3 separate regions of the Danio rerio genome follow, and all the other regions are linked to region 2. A link is a contact called in public HiCAR-type and HiChIP or PLAC-seq data. All regions are on one chromosome and are shown on one strand. Each heading gives the region's core, a stretch centred on a gene start, on an enhancer-like site or on the middle of the called end of the contact. The rest is flanking DNA. Distances are from core to core; before and after follow the strand shown.

Region 1 (2,853 bases), core at 123-2,622, 160 kb before region 2:
TTGATGTCAGAGGAGAATGGCCAGACTGGTTCCAATTGATAGTAAGGCAACAGTAACTCAAATAACCACTCTTTACAACAGAGGTATGCAGAAGAGCATCTCTGGATGCACAACACGTCCAACCTTGAGACGGGCTACAGCAGCAAAAGACCACACTGGGTGCCAATCCTGTCAGTTAAGAACAGGAAACAGGCTACAATTCACACAGTCTCACCAGAATTGGACAACAGAAGATATATATATATATATATATATATATATATATATATATATATATATATATATATATATATATATATATATATATTTTATTTTTTTTTTTTATTTTTTTTTTTTTTTGGCCTTTTTGTCTTTATTATATAGGACAGAAATGAGACAGGAAGTGAAGTGAGAGAGAGTGGTAGGGTTGGGAAATGTTCTCGAGCCGGTATTCGAACTCGGGACACCCTGACGTGCTACTGCACCATATGTCGGCACTAACCAATAGGCTGTTACGCCGACAGGACAACAGAAGATTTGAAAACGTTGCCTGGTCTGAAGAGTCTTGATTTCTGCTGCGCCATTGGGATGGTCGGGTCACAATTTGGCGTCAACAATATGAAAGCATGAATCCATCCTGGCTTGTATCAACGGTTCAGGCTGGTGGTGATGGTGTGGGAATATTTTTTTATCACAAGTTGGACACATTAGTACCAATTGAGCATTGTGTCAACGCCACAGCCTACCTGAGTATTGTTGCTGACCATGTCCATCCCCTTATGACCACAGTATGACCACCTTCTGATGGCAACTTCCAGCAGGATAATGTGCCATGTCATAAAGCGTGAATCCTTTCAGACTGGTTTCTTAAACATGACAGTGAGTTCACTGTACTCAAATGGCCTCCACAGACACCAGAGCTCAATCCAACAGAGCACCTTTGGGATGTGATGGAACAGGAGATGAGTGTGCAGCCGACAAATCTGCAGCAACTGCGTGATGCTACCATGTCAATATAGAGCAAAATCTCTGAGGAATATTTTTAGTACCTTGTTGCCAGAATGATTTAGGCAGTTCTGAAGACAAAAGGGGGTCCAACCCGGTATTAGTAAAGTGTACCTAATAAAGTTGCCTATTAGTGTATTTATTACCATACTATTTTATTTTCTCTTTAAGTTCCTTCACATGAAACAGTGAAACTTTTAAGACGTAGTGATGAAAATGCGCCAATATGAAATGCTGATAAAAGATGTCAGATTTAAGCTCTGCTGATATATAAAATATATATTTGGTAAAAATAAATCTTTGCAGTGGAGCCACACCCCTTTATGTCTTGCTACAGCACTGTGCGTCATTAGTCACATGACGCGCCGACGTCACGCTTTCGTACGCTTTTGGATTCGGGCAGGAGAAGATGGCGGCCTCCTCAGGTTTGTCTGACAATTTCTTCAATCCTCGCGCCCCTCCGCTGACTTATTTTCACAACAAAATAGCCGAGCTCGTTCCACACAAACGCACGGACATTTTCACTGAGATTAACCATGCGCGAACGCCTTTATTTACTTCATGTAACACATCTGTGTGCAGTTTAACTGTGTGTGTTAGCATCGAGCTAACGGCCCTCAAATAGACCCTTAGTTTAAAAATAACGACTCTTTTATTTCATGTTAGCATCTATTTAATAATGAAGTCACACAGCTCATTTAATTATGGAGTTATATAGCGTTAAATCCAAGTTTAAATGTTTTGTATTGCAGTTGGGCGGGTGTATCAGTGCAAAAGTGAGGCGAGGCGGAGCGTTGACGCGCGTGTTTCTGCTGGTTATCTCCAGAGTCATGACAAAACGGGCCTGCAACTCACATTTAAGTGCTAAAACGCCACTTAAACATGTTAATACAGCTTGTCAGATTCATTTAAAACTGTTAAGGATCAGACGTCTTTTTTAGAAGTGCGTCGTGATTGTGTAATACATTTTTTTATTGGTGCATAACCGCATAGAATTGAACGTGAAGCCGTTTCACAAACATCTGCATTAGTTACGTTTATTGAGGTAAAGTTGGGTTTATATTCGCAAATTCGGACTTCCTCCTTAATATTAAAAATGTACAAATGTGTTCTTTGTAAAAATCTAAACCGTGAGATCATTTTAGCAGCCAACGACTTTTAAAGAAACATTGTTCACAGTCAGTGAAATAGTGCTAATGTTGTTTTGAAGTCATATTTACATGTGATTCCAGGCCGAATATACCATGGTAAACAATATATGGAGCATGTCAAGTTGTCACTGTTCTAAAACGAACGAATGTGCGAATATAAAGTCAACTTTACCTCAGTATTATTTTAGAGTTTAGAGTTTGGAGAGTTGATTCATACTTTAGGGTTTTTAATCCTTATTTTAATTAATTTGCTTAATTGTTGTTATTAACTGAAGCTGTAAATAACAGTGTAGTGTGAGGATCATAGATCAGCTCACATTTACAGCTTGTATGTAAATAGCACATTTTAATGCATTTTAAATTTGACAACAATTTATTGCATTTTAACAGGCTTTCATGGTTGCACAATTTAGATATGTCAATATTTGGAGTGTGTGTTTTACTTGTAATATTAAAGTTTTGCATGTATTAAATATATGCATGTTTTGTCAGAAATGTGTTGAGCTTAGCCTTGTGCAGGCCAACTTGCGATTTTTGAGGAAGTGAGAAACGGTGATAGAGCGCCATGGGTGTCATTTCCTGAATCACTCACAAAAGAGTAATCGGTCTCTCCTTTACACTCTCACCTGAACTTGCAAATCTTGTCTCTCCACTTTTCCATCCCTGTAGTGTCTGAAAACGGTGAACTTCTACTCTGATTCATATTTGCAATAGCTCA
Region 2 (2,715 bases), core at 159-2,658:
TTTCAAGTCAGTAGGTGCCTGCTGGCAACATTTTTCAGAATATCTCCTTTTGTGCGAACAGAAAAAAAGAAACTTTATTAGGTTTTGAACAAGTGAAGGGTGAGTAAATTATGGCAGAATTTTCATTTTTGGGTAAACTGACCCTTTAATAAGAATATATTGCAGTTTTTTTGCAGTTCAGCTCAGTTTGAGTTCTGTTATAACATTTCAGAATCATTTAAAATAAACTAATAATTAAGACATTAAAAATAAATAATTAAGGCGAATAATAATTAATTAATTTAAATAAAAGATTGTTCAATTGATAACCAGCGTTTGTACCAAAGATGTAGATTTATATCAGAGGATTATTCCTATGCATTGCCAATTACTTGTTTAATTATCTTAGCATTACATTAGTTACATTACAAAGAGTTACATTAAGAAATAATCAATTTAAAACACTTATATCACTCATGCTTTTACTTAACAATCCTAAAGAAGTCAGGTTTTAGATTACAAAAATAAATAAAATAAAAAATTCAATAGGCACAAAGTCAATAGGTGCCTGCTAGCAACATTTTTCAGAATATTTCATTTTACGCGAACAGAAGAAAGAAACTCAATTAGGTTTTGAACAAGTGAAGGGTGAGTCAAGAAAGGGCAGAATTTGCATTTTTGGGTGAACTGACCCTTTAATAAGAAAATCTTGCAGTTTTTTGCAGTTCAGTCAAGTTTTGTTGTGTTTGTTACAATTCAAAATCATTTGACATAAACTAATTATGGCTAACATTAATTAATTAATTATAAAAGGATTGTTAAAATGATAACACTTGGACTAATGATATAGACTTATATCTGAAAATTAATCACATGCACTACCATTTACTTCTTTATTTATCTTTACATTGAGTTACATTTAGAAATAATCAATTTAAACCACTTATATAATATGCTTTTACTTAACAATCCTATAGAGATCAGGTTTTAGTACTATAAAAAATAAATAAAATAAAAAGACCATTTTGATTAACAAACATGGTTGTTCCGTTTTAAAAAGCATTCGGTATTAATGTACAACACAACTAAACAACCTCTTAGTAGCTAAATACAACTCTTAACTCTACCTAAGAGTTTTACCACACTTAAAAAAGTTAAACAAACTCAATCTTTTAAGTGTTATGCAGTTAAAATGACCAAATCCACAAAGTATTTTACCTGTTGGACTCTCCAGTTCACTATAATTCGGTTTCTTAGCGGCATTGAAATGCTTCTTTACTAGGAATGAACGAGGCATGCTGAAGTACGTATAAAGTTGTCTGGCAGATAAAAAATGGTCCTGTCTTGTCGTTTAGCAAGTCAAATCACTGTAATCCTCACTGCTCGTTCCAGCAGAGCCTCATCTTCCAGCGCTGATCTGCTCTAACACTCCGGCGCCTCGGTGCAAAATACAAGTAAATACTTCCAATCAGGTGCAAAGGGAGGGGATTGAGCTTGCATATTCAAGACCTCCGGGCCAATCAGAATGGAGGCGTGGTTTAAGGAGGCGGGGCCAAGAGGTCGAGGAAAGGAAGACAGGTGTTCACGCTCGGGATGCGTACTAAGGTGAAATAATGTTCAGACTTGTCACAGATGGTCAAAGCACACAGACTGTTGGAATGCGAATGTTCCTGATTGTCTGATGCAGGATTGCCCATCAAAACGATGATCCCTATAGGGAACTGATAGATATACACTGAAAAAAAATTCATTCGATTTACATTGGATTTTTTTTTTATGTAGCTGGGTGTGAACAATTTATATGACAAATGTAAACAAATTATGTTAAACATTATTTAATTAGTTTGTTTAATTTCAGCCCAAATAAATTGGTTACTACTAGTTACCTTAAAAATAGTAAATCCAATGAATAATGGATCATGGGTAGTCATGACATGTTTTTGGTTAATTGTAACTTATTAAACTAAGTTAATCATGTTCTAACTTAATTTTATAAGCTACGCAAGCTGGTTTAAGCCATTTAAAAATAAATTAGGTACAAATCAGCTTAAAAATTTGAGACAACCAGTATTGTTTTACAAGATAGATAGATAGATAGATAGATAGATAGATAGATAGATAGATAGATAGATAGATAGATAGATAGATAGATAGATAGATAGATAGATAGATAGATAGATAGATAGACTGGATTTATTAATTTCTTTAAAGTTACTGGTTGCAAACATTTTTTTTTTAGTTTAAACTAACAATGTTGAACATTATTAAAATGTATTTGTTTGTTCACATTCAGCCCAAATAAATTGTTTAAAACCAGTTACCCTAAAACAATTAGTAAATCCAATTAATATTTTTTTTTCAGAATAGATATAGACAGACAGCCGGATGGACAGACGGACAGACAGACAGACAGACAGACAGACAGACAGACAGACAGACAGACAGACAGATAGACAGACAGATAGATAGACAGATAGATAGATAGGTAGATAGATAGATAGATAGATAGATAGATAGATAGATAGATAGATAGATAGATAGATAGATAGATAGATAGATAGATAGATAGATAGATAGATAGATAGATAGATAGATAGATAGATAGATAGATAGATATTTGCAAGTGTGTTTTTAATAACTAATTTCATATCCATTTGGTTATGTGTTTAAAGTTAAAGTTGGTAGATATATTAAAATCCAAAGTAAGTAGTTTACTTTTAAATTACAGTTCACTAG
Region 3 (2,700 bases), core at 42-2,541, 140 kb before region 2:
TATATATATATATATATATATATATATATATATATGTATATATATATATATATATATATATATATATATATATGTATATGTATATATATATATATATATATGTATATATATATATATATATATGTATATGTATATATATATATATATATGTATATATATATATATATGTATATATATATATATATATATATATATATGTATATATATATGTATATATATATATATATATATTAGTCATCAGTTATTTTACTATATTTTTAAAAAATAAAATAGTCACTAATGAATACTTATTAAATGATTAATAATCTAATAAATAATAAAACATTTTTTATTGGGTACTGGTATCTAACGAACAAGTATAGTATCTAACAAGTGCCACTTTCAAATGATTAAAGTAGCTTTTTATTTTGTATTTAATAATTACAATCTTACAATCTAATAAATACCAGAGTAAATCTATCCATTCCATTTAATAAGTAATTTTAACTATAAATTAATGTCTAATAAATATCAGTGTGTAATGAACAAATAGGTCTAAAAGTGTCTAATATACAAGAACTAGTTGTAAATTTAGAAAAGTACTAGTATGGGTCAAACATGGACAAACCCAAGCATTGATTGATTTATTTTTTTTTCAATTTGCTATACACAGCTGTATGTATCTCTTCTATGCTTTACCCTTATATAGTCAGTAGGAGGCGCTGTTGTCTATCAGATCGTCTTTGTTGCTAGAAGGGATACAGCTGCAGCATGAAGTTAGAGATAATTATTTATATATATTTGTTAAATTAGCCTACCCAATAATTTTATTTTATTAACATTCAACCCAACCATAACTAATGTAATAACTGTAATTCTACCGAGTACTATTTATATTAAATTTATTGCCCATTAAGTTGCATTTTATTACCGTCTACCCCAGCCCTCACACAGTATTAGTAAAATATTATTATTGTACAATGTCTCAAACCATTATGCTATAATGACGTTGGTATCAACAGCTGTATCCCTTCCATACTTTACCCTCATATACTCAGTAGGAGGCTGTTGTCTACCCATCCTCCAAATTTAATCAGCACAGTAATGTAAAAACAGTAATTATAGAGTATTATTCATACTATTTATTAAATAAGTTATTATATAGTTTGTTAAAACTATTAATTGGTTATTGTTGTTAATCCGCAGCTGTATCCCTTTTAAAGTTTACCTTCAGTTCTGCCTGTGACCGCTAGAGCGCGCTGACGTCACTCTGCCCCTCAGCGCTGCAGCGTTATTTTAATGTTTCCAAAAAGCGACATGTTTTATTGACCTTGCCAAAGGGAAAGCCGATGACGGAGCGGGAAGCTGCCGGCCGTGCTGTGGTGTGTCTTTGTGTCTCGGGCTGTGTATAATTGGCGCATTATCCTCGACACTTGTAAGCGGTTTGTCTCTGTCCAAGGGGAGCTTTCATGTGAATTAAGCGCTACTGAGAGACGGAAAGTCCCCATTAAAGAAAGAGACTCCTGGGTGTCAGATGTTACTCAATCCATCTGCATGCCAACTGCGACCCTGTTTTAATTTATGCAAGAAGTATAGTCAGCTTGTGTGAATTAGATATGTTAAATAGTCTCAATTTTTCAATGCTCATTTGCCTAGGCCTATTCTTACTCTGTAAAAATGCAAGGCCCCACACAATTCATTCATGTAGCCCCAACAGAAATCGATTAGGTTAACGTTACAAATTTAAGTTGACAATTTTTTAAGTGGACAACCTCCCCCCCTCCCCACCCCCAACTTTTGTACTAATTAATACAAAATTAAACTGTATTTTTACACCTCATCTTTATAGTCATTAAATACCATGCACACTATTTTAAAAACAACAAACAAATTTTTAAAGTGTATCTTCTCAGCGTTGCGTAATGTTAACAATCACTAAACGACAGTGGCGTCGAGTGCAGAATCCTCTGCAAGAGCTCATTGACACTATGAGGAGTTTGTGGAGCCTCTGGCAGACTGAAATCATGTGTGTTTTTTCCCTCATCTCCTCCTGACTGATGATGGGATGCATCTGTAAACATCTGCTGGAGTCAGGCCGATGTGTGTTTACTCTACGCAAACCAAACCATGACATCAATCCCGTGACATCACACTCCAATCAGTGATGCTGCTGGCGACACGTACAACAATAAATAAAGATGCTGCAAGTGTTCGAACACTGCTTGATTAACCAGTGATGAATGATAGATCTCCAACACAATCTCACGGCGATTCGTAACTTTTTTATTTAGTGGCTAATTCGTATGAATTCGTACGATCTAATTCGTACAATTTAGTACGATTTGCTTATCCCCCAATGACGGTTGAGGTTAGGGGTGGGGTTAGGTGCCACGCCTCCTTTTTAAAATTGTATCATTTCGTACGACTGAAATCGTACAAATTCGTACGAATTAGCCACTAAACTGGCAAAACGTAAAATACTTAAGTTTTCTCGTTAGATCAGGCTGAGATCTCTGCTAATTTTTGCACTGAACTGAGCTATATATCATAACAATTCTTCCAAAGGTCAAACTTAGGGTGCTTTCACACCTACACTTTTGTTTCGGAACGTATCTCGTTTGCCCAGTTAGCGCGGTTCGATTGGCATATGTGAACAGGGCAATCGCGCTCTGTTCTGCGCCAAAGTAATCGCTCCGAGATCGCTTAAATGAGGTGGTCTCG

Evidence for each region. HiCAR-type assays count read pairs that join an accessible place to other places. HiChIP or PLAC-seq counts read pairs in DNA pulled down with a chosen protein or histone mark.
Region 1: a contact with region 2 is called in an H3K4me3 HiChIP or PLAC-seq map of gastrula embryo, with 3 times the contacts expected there. The contact joins the promoter of ube2v2 here to the promoter of snai2 in region 2. A contact is called at or near these places in 2 of 18 Hi-C or Micro-C datasets (embryo and an unstated tissue) and 3 of 4 datasets of contacts at active chromatin or transcription factors (caudal fin, embryo and gastrula embryo).
Region 3: a contact with region 2 is called in a HiCAR-type map of caudal fin, with 8 times the contacts expected there. The contact joins the enhancer-like site here to the promoter of snai2 in region 2. A contact is called at or near these places in 8 of 18 Hi-C or Micro-C datasets (caudal fin, embryo, fibroblasts and 2 more) and 1 of 4 datasets of contacts at active chromatin or transcription factors (caudal fin).

Annotation. Positions count from the first base shown.
Region 1 is chr24:39,249,712-39,252,564 of GRCz12tu, reverse strand. ube2v2 (ubiquitin-conjugating enzyme E2 variant 2) reads left to right here and starts at 1,372. Exons shown (of 4, transcript NM_213515.1): 1 at 1,372-1,409. The coding sequence starts at 1,394.
Region 2 is chr24:39,092,055-39,094,769 of GRCz12tu, reverse strand. snai2 (snail family zinc finger 2) reads right to left here and starts at 1,408. Exons shown (of 3, transcript NM_001008581.1): 1 at 1,198-1,408. The coding sequence starts at 1,276.
Region 3 is chr24:39,232,827-39,235,526 of GRCz12tu, reverse strand. No RefSeq gene overlaps it. Among named protein-coding and RNA genes, the nearest start is that of ube2v2, 17 kb to the left of the region's middle. Within about 2 kb of position 1,291, at least 21 of the 62 cell types and tissues checked have an H3K27ac peak or open chromatin away from gene starts, as enhancers often do. A contact at or near this core is called in caudal fin, where this site is marked.